2 separate regions of the Mus musculus genome follow, and region 2 is linked to region 1. The links are chromatin contacts, called in public promoter capture Hi-C maps. All regions are on one chromosome and are shown on one strand. The core of a region is the stretch at or near the end of the contact, and the rest is flanking DNA. Distances in the headings are between cores, read along the strand shown.

Region 1 (4,060 bases), core at 419-2,918:
GGTGTTGGGGAGCCCGATCTCCCCAAGATCCTTCTGCCTCAGTCTCCTTAGCACTGAGGTGACAGGCATGAGCCACCACACACTGACTTAAAGGGGTGCAACACATGAAACCCAGCACTCAAGAGGCAGAGGCCAGAGGATCTCTGTCAGCCTGATCTACATACAGTGAGTTCCAGATCAGCCAGAGCTACATAGTGAGACCCTGTCTCAGAAACCAACCAACCAACCAACCACAAACAAACAACCCTAACAACAATAACAACAACAACAAATTCTGTTCTAGGACTCAAGAAACGGCTCAGGGGTGAAGAACACACCCATGGAACTCAGAACTGTCTGGCACCTTCTTCTGGCCCCAGTTGGCACTAGATACGTATGTGCTACACATGAACATACAGAAATGTTCATAAAATAAAAACATCTTTAAGAAGAGGAGAGAAGCCGGGCGGTGGTGGCACACGCCTTTAATCCCAGCACTTGGGAGGCAGAGGCAGGCAGATTTCTGAGTTTGATGCCAGCCTGGTCTACAAAGTGAGTTCCAGGACAGCCAGGGCTATACAGAGAAACCCTGTCTCAAAAAAACCAAAGAAGAAGAAGAAGAAGAAGAGGAGGAGGAGGAGGAGGAGGAGGAGGAGGAGGAGGAGGAGGAGGAGGAGAGAAGTGGAGGAGGAGGAGGAAGAGGAGGAGGAGGAGGAGGAGGAGGAGGAGGAGGAGAGAAGTGGAGGAGGAGGAGGAGGAGGAGGAGAGGAGTGGAGGGAGGAGGAGAGGAGTGGAGGAGGAGGAGGAGGAGGAGGAGCAGGAGGAGGAGGAGGAGGAGGAGGAGAGAAGTGGAGGAGGTTTATCCCACCACCCAAGGCTTGGTCCAGGCTGCTAGGTTGCCTGGGGTACCATCTTTCTCTGTGTGGCATCCTCCAGTCTTAAGCATTTTAAGCAAGGTCTATGACATTTTGAGTTTGGAGAATCCAGGCAAAGTTCAAGTGGGTTTTCAGGGTGGCCACTGGTCTTTCTACTAGCCCAGGGAAGAGCCAGCAATAAGGGGAGCAGGGCCTCAACATTCCTTCTGAAACCCAGACTCTCAGACTGATACCCAGGAGCTCGCAGGCAAAAGGATAAGAGGGCTGTGGGACTTGGGAGGGGCGCAGAATCAGGCCCTCAGTGCGCTAGTGTGGCTGCCCCTGACTTCCCCCATTGACTGGTGATATGAAGCAGCTTGAGAGATCCAGGCTGTGATGATTGTTCTTTTGTAACACCCGCCCCCCAACCCATTGACCCCGTGCTAAAACCAGAATCGTCTATTTACGAGGGTGACAAGCTGCACCGCTCCTGCCCTGCCCCTACCGAGGTCGGGTAGGATTCACAAAACCACCATTTCTGGTGGTCCCTTTCTGTTCCTTAGAACTTAGGCCAGGCTGAAAAATAGTGTGCATGAAGCTTTCACTTGAGCTGCTATGCGCATGCCTGTAGGGTAGGAACAAGAGTCCAACTCTTTTGTCACTGTCCTCCCCACAGTTCCGGGTCATTTCCTGGAAGGAGGAGGACCCTCCAAACTACGGGCAGCCTACACATGGTTTGAGACCCTTTTCCTTACCCATGCTGCTGGCTGGCTGACACTCGGGTCCTGCAGGATTTGCCAGGAACGAGCAGAGGCTCAGCAGAGACCAGTGCTGGTATTAAGTGCGGACTGCACAGGCAAGGGGCAAAGGGAGGGAATTTATGCAACCAATTGGGGGAGAGGTGGAGCAAGGGGAGGGACCTGGCTGCCTTCCAGGGTAAACTATAAAGGGCAGCTAGCCAGGAAGCTGTCAAGTGGCCTGGCTGTTGAAATTACAGGGTGTGTGTGCACGCACGCACACTTGTGCACATGTGTACGTGTATATACACATGCAAAAAACATCTGAGCCATTTTTGGATGCCTGGGTCTGTATCAAGTTTGTGTGCCTGTGTAGCCTTCTCCTGTGGGTTCCTATGCATGTGCCTTTATGTTTGTGTATGCACGGGTGTGAATTTGTATGTGCTTCTGCCTGGACGTGTATATGCCTGTGTGTGCCCATGTGAGCAGGAACCGTGTGAGAGGAGTGTTTATATGTATGCATTCACATGTTCCTGTGCCTTCAAATGCTCGTTTATGTGTCTGGCCATGCCCATGGACATTTCAGGGACCTGTTTGTTCCCACTGCTGCATCGAAAGCCAGCTTTCTCTGAAGATTGTCCTCTTCTTCTAGACATTCATGCTCCAAGAAACAGTTCTGATCACCCAGACCCCTCCCCCAGGCCTTTCCACAGCAGCTGCCCACAGAGCCAAGGCTGTAATATACACCAGTAAACCATTGCTTGCTGAAGAACTCTTTGTTTTTTTTCAGTAATTTATTTATTTTTATTCACTTTGCATTGGGATTGAAGCCCCCCTCCCCCTCCTCTCCACCCAGTCCTGCCCTTATAAATCCCTCCCCCTGTTACTCCCTCCCCACCACCTTGGGTCACCCCATCCTGGGACATCTAGTCCCAACAGGATTAGACATATCCTCTCTCACTGAGGCCCATTAACAGGGCTCCTCAAAGCTAGGCTGAGGCCTGATCCTGTTAACCCCGTGCAGGGCTGCCCTTCACCTAGGAAAGTGTGGGTTTGAAGGGCTCAGCAGGAGGACTATGTAACACTCTCTCCCATGGAGCCCGGGCTGCCACTGTCCTCAGTGTGAGGTGCTTGCCCAGGGAAGGCTCCTGTCCACACACTTCAGGGAATCCAACTGTCGGTAGACACTACTTTCATCTTAGATAAAAGCTCTGAAGTGAGGTTCTCATTGAATAGGGAAATGGGTAACGTGGGCTCAAGATAACCACCAGAAGAAATCGCTCTAGGTACAGTTATGATAGAGAGAAGGCCTCTGGTGGCAGGGCTGGAGCTCACGTGACACATTTTAAGCCACGTTTTACTTCTGAAGGAAGAAGCTAGCCCAGCCTGAGAGGAGTTTCTCTGGATTAACTCACCGCATAGAGTATCAGATGTAAATGCATTTTGTGGAAGGGAAGAAAGGAAAGTGTGTGTTGCAGGGTGTGTGTGTGTGTGTGTGTGTGTGTGTGCGTGCGTGCAAAACAGGGCTCAGGGCACTGGTCACCTTCCTTCAGAAGCCTGTCAAAAAGGTCATTTCCCCATCATAAAGTTCCCCAGCCTAGGTGTGGTAGCACACTCCTGTAATCTCAGCATGGAGTCAGAGGCCAGCCTGGTCTACACAGTAAATGCCAAGCTAGACTTTCTGTGGATTCAAGGCATCAGCTTCTAAACCTGGAGTTTACAAAAGTTCACTGAAAACGATGTAAGTGAGGGCTGGAGATACATTTAGCTCAGTGTTTAAGAGCATTTGCTGCTCTTGCAGATGACATAGGTTCAGTTCCCAGCACCCAACAATGGGTGGCTCACAAGTAACACAAATTCCAGGAAATCTAATGCCCTCTTCTGGCCTCCATGGGCACATGGTGTACATCCATAAGTTCAGGCAAACACATACAGGTTAAATAAATAAATAAATAAATATATATATTTTAAATGATTTAAGGGGGTAGAGAAAATGAATCAACAAAAATGAATCTCTTGGCTTCTTCACTGTCCACAATCAGCCAGCCAGCAAAGCTGGCCCAGTGTGTGCATCTTCCCTGAGGCTGCAAAGCTGCCCTAGTGTGTATCTGCCCTGAGGCTACAAAGCTGCCCCAGTGTGTGCATCTGCCCTGAGGCTGCAAAGCTGGCCCAGTGTGTGCCTCTGCCCTGAGGCTGCTTCCTTACTTGCCCTCCTAAATCTATAAATCCAAAGGAAGCACTGGCGAGTTTTGTTTGTCCTTGAGTCTGTTTTGACAACGAGCTCATTCCTGGCCCTGCACTCTGACCTGGCTGGTCTTGGCAGTTTCTCCATAGCACTCCTAACTTCTGTCTGCTGTTTTTCTCACTGACATCTTGCTTCAGAGCTAATGAAGCTGTTTTAGGGAGTTGTCCCAATCCAGTCGAGGGAGAGAAGCCAGCTACCAACAGAATCACCCCAGGGCCTTGGGCTTCCACAGTGGGGCTGGAAGG
Region 2 (3,999 bases), core at 1,245-3,744, 460 kb after region 1:
TGTCACTCTGAGGGGATGGCAGCTCTGTGAGGTAACGACTAAGGAGCTCTGTGACTCAGAAGCCCATCCTTGGGACCCTCTTTCTGGGGAAAGGAGGCTTCAGGCTGTAATTCCCCCAGGGGATTTTTCCAAAGCTCACTCTTTCCTATTACTCTTCAGCCAAAGCTAAGTTGCTATGTATTAAAAAAAATTACTGACTTTAAGGTGCTGGAGAGATGGCTCAGCAGTTAAGACCACTGGCTGCTCTTTCAGAGGACCCAGGTTCAATTCCCAGCACCTATATCACAACTAACAATCACATGTAACTCCAGTTCCAGGAGACCTTAGGCCCTTTCCTGGCCTCCACAGCAATACACATACATGATACCCAAATATACATGCAGGAAGACACCTATACATATAAAAATAGGGTTAAGAATGGTAGCACATCCCTTTAATTCCAGCTCTTGGAAGGTAGAGGCAGGCAATCTCTGTTCCAGGCCAGCCTGGTCTACATAGCAAGTTCCACCACAGCCAGGGCTACATAGAAAGACAACAAGCCCCCAACAGGTTATTGATTTTACATTGCTATCTTCTTCCTCTTCCTCTTCCTCTTCCTCTTCCTCTTCCTCTTCCTCTTCCTCCTCCTCCTCCTCCTATTCCTCCTCCTCCTCCTCTTCCTCCTCCTCCTCCTCTTCCTCCTCCTCCTCCTCTTCTTCTTCTTCTTCTTCTTCTTCTTCTTCTTCTTCTTCTTCTTCTTCTTCTTCTTCTTCTTCTTCTATCTTCACTATTATGATTTTATTGTGTATGGGGTGAGTGTGCCACAGTGTGTGTGTGAAGGTCAAAGGACTCTCAAGAGTGGATCCTCTAATTCCTTCCTCCTTTACTGGGGTTCGGGGATCAAATTTGGGACTTGAGGTTTATGGGATGTTTTACCCATTGACCATCTTGCTGGCTTGTTTACTGCCTGTTTGTTTTTTGAAACATGATCTCACTATGTAGCCCTGGCTGTCCTGGAACTCGATACACAGACCATACTGGCTTCAAACTCATGAAGACCCTCTTTGCCTCTGCCTCAGGAGTGCTAGGAATAAAGGTGTGTACTTGTTTACTGACTTTTAAATAATTGTGTATTTGTTTATTTGGAGTAGGGTCTCCTGTATCCCAAGCTGGCCTGGAACTCACTATGTAGCCCAAGATAAACTTCTGGTCTTCCAGCCTCCACTTTCCAAGTCCTTGAGGTTACAGATATAACCCACTGTCTGTGTCTAGCTTGTGAAGTTACTTTGAAAAATAATTTTATGGAGCTGAATGATGGCACACACTTTTGATCCCCACACTTAGGAAACAGACACAGGCAGAGAGCTCTTGTGAGTTCGAGGCCAGCTTGGTCTGTGCAGTGAGTTCTAGGCCAGTCAGGGCTACAGCGAGACCTTATTTTGATTAGAGATCATCTTAAAGGACTGGGGAGATGGAAGTCCTGAGTCAAAAGCGTCAGCACTCTCGTAAAATGCTGGGTGCTGTCTTGAGTCTGTGCTTCCCTCGCTGGGGCAGCGGAGAATGTGGACATCTGTGGACTCCTGCACCCCAGGCCTTCCTGGCCAGTCACTGAGCTCCAGGCTCAGTGTAAGGTCAAATAGTGCGTGACTAACACGGGGTGAGGACCTCTTGTTTCTACATATGTGCACAGCACACACATGCACATGTGCACAACACAACACACACACACATGTGCACAGAAAGATTTTATTTAACCTACTATTTTCAAAACACTATTTGAACATGCAATGCATATAAAGTTATTGAAACAGTTTGCATTATTTTCTTCCATTAAGTCTTCAGGATCCAGAGTGCATGTTAAATGTCTGGCATATCTAACATAGCCGCATTTCAAGCATTTGGGAACTGAGAGACTGTGCCAGACACACTAGCTACAAGTCTATATGGATTTTATCTTAGTCTCTCCCTCCAACAGAAACTATCACCCTTTAGTAACCTCTGCTCTTGCTGGTGAAACAGTGCTTCTGGCAGATGGCAGCTTATCTCCCTCACTATTAACTCGATCGCCTAAAAAAAAAACAGATAAACAATCCAAACGATTGCTAACCCATATGGGCCTCTAGGAAGAGGCTTATAGCCACAGTCTGATTCACCTGCTTATGGGCTTGGGATTGTTAACGCTGTTTCTGTTTCTGCTGCTCTGGTGGAGGCCTTCAGATCACAGAGAGATCCCTCCTTGACATATCATTTAGCTGTTTTCTCATGCTGTGTCTTGGCTTGGGCATGGGGCAGGATTGGGGGTGGGGATTGTTCATGAATCCCAAACTCCTCTGATGCCTCTCTGAAGGTCTCTGCTGGGCACCATATTTCTGAACAGGGAAAGCTTGTGTGTGTGTGTGTGTGTGTGTGTGTGTGTGTGTGTGTGTGTGTGTGTTGACAGACAGGCTCCTGCCCTTTCCAGGCAACTATTTTAAGAACTGTGGTTTTATGTTTCATTTACCCTTCTAAATAGATACTAGAAAAACAAATCTTGCAGCCAATTAGTTTCCTTTCCTTTTTAAATTCAGTTGAAAGTGAGAGAAATAATTTACAATTTATGAGGAGCCTAAGGTGAAGAGAAAATTAATCTACCCGAGGAAGTCATTCCAAGAAGGGAACTTCCGCCCGAGTACCACCCAGGTCCCGCAGTCTGAGTTTGAGAATTACAGAGCTTGGATCCCACCATGCTCTGGGGTGATTTCATATTTTAGGAATCCAGGACTTCAATATCTACTGTCTGTCTACAGAACAGATGGAATGCTCGGCTTCTGCGCCAGAGGGAAGAGAAGAAGCCTGGATTTCTTTCGGCAAGCACAGTCAGTGCCTGCCCAAGTTGGGAGCTGGGTTCTGGGGGACCCTGAGCTAGGAACCTCTTCAGTGGTTTTCCTCTAGCTAAGAAAATGCACGATTTGAGGTCGGGCGAGTGGGATCAAGAAGAAAGGCTCATTTCATATACAATTCAGCTCAGTCTTTAAGTCTGAGAAAAGTACTCCCCTGAAGTCTCCAAGTCCAAGTTGATTTAGCTAGATTGCCCTTGCTTCCCTCGGTGCGACTAGGCCTTCCTTGCCTGGAAAGGATTGGTTTTATAAAGGGGCGGGGCGGGCAGCGGGGCGGGTCTTTGTTACTGGGCGGCTTGTCGCCTAGACAACCGAGTGTGCTTGATGGAGACCAGAGGCCATGGGATAGTGGGGCCGGATCCCGGAACGCTGAACCCGGAGCAACTGGAGCAGTTGCGAGATTTCAAGGTGCGTGAGTCGGCGTCGCCTAAAACCCGTTTCTATCAAAGTGAAGCTCCTCAAGTCTGAGGTCCATTAAACAGGGAGGAAGGTCCCGAGAAAGGGGAACGGGGCACGGGGCCTGTTCCCCCAGCTAAGTGCCAGAGGACTAGATGGAGTGACCGTGAACCCAACCCTCCAGGCACTTGAAAGTGCAAGGCGAACCAGATAGGGGTCTGGCCAGAGAAGCGACAGTGGGTGTAGCTTAGTTGGCAGAGTGCTTGCCTCGCATGCACAGACCACTGGGTTTCAATCCCCTTCACCTCATCCCCACCTGCATTAACTAGCACGCCCTAGGTAGCGGCAAGAGGATCTAGAGTTCAAGGCCAACTTCAGCAAGTTCCAGCCCAGCCCAGGCAATATGAATTTCTTCCAGAAGAGAAAAGAAATGAGGTTACCTCAAGAGAAAATCCGAAGACAGCTTTCAAGCACTCTAGGAAAAGACCTGGCTTATGTTCACTCCCCCGCACCCCACACAACTTAACGTGTCCTTTGAGGGTTGAATCCTGGAGCTGTCTCACTAGATCTTGACTCCTGGTTGTTGCTCCCCAGATCCAGACTCGGATCGCAAATGAAAAGTACTTGAGAACCCACAAAGAGGTGTCTCTGCTCATCAGCGGCTTCTTCAGGTAGGTGGCTTGACAGGCTGGCATTGGGGAGCTAGTAAGAACTTTACAAAGGTGGCTGGGAATAGATGAATGGATTA

The links. Promoter capture Hi-C pulls out the DNA fragments that hold promoters and counts their contacts.
Region 2: a contact with region 1 is called in a promoter capture Hi-C map of embryonic stem cells, with 2.4 times the contacts expected there. The contact joins the promoter of Riiad1 here to the promoter of Selenbp1 in region 1. A contact is called at or near these places in 10 of 39 promoter capture datasets (the C10 cell line, the HPC-7 cell line, cranial neural crest and 7 more) and 4 of 115 datasets of contacts at active chromatin or transcription factors (differentiating embryonic stem cells, embryonic basal ganglia, embryonic stem cells and 1 more).

What each region holds. Positions count from the first base shown.
Region 1 is chr3:94,930,691-94,934,750 of GRCm38.p6, reverse strand. Selenbp1 (selenium binding protein 1) reads right to left here and starts at 1,668. Exons shown (of 12, transcript NM_009150.3): 1 at 1,589-1,668. The coding sequence starts at 1,592.
Region 2 is chr3:94,472,086-94,476,084 of GRCm38.p6, reverse strand. Riiad1 (regulatory subunit of type II PKA R-subunit (RIIa) domain containing 1) reads left to right here and starts at 2,494. Exons shown (of 7, transcript NM_025506.2): 1 at 2,494-2,589; 2 at 2,766-2,834; 3 at 3,163-3,263; 4 at 3,846-3,922. The coding sequence starts at 2,771.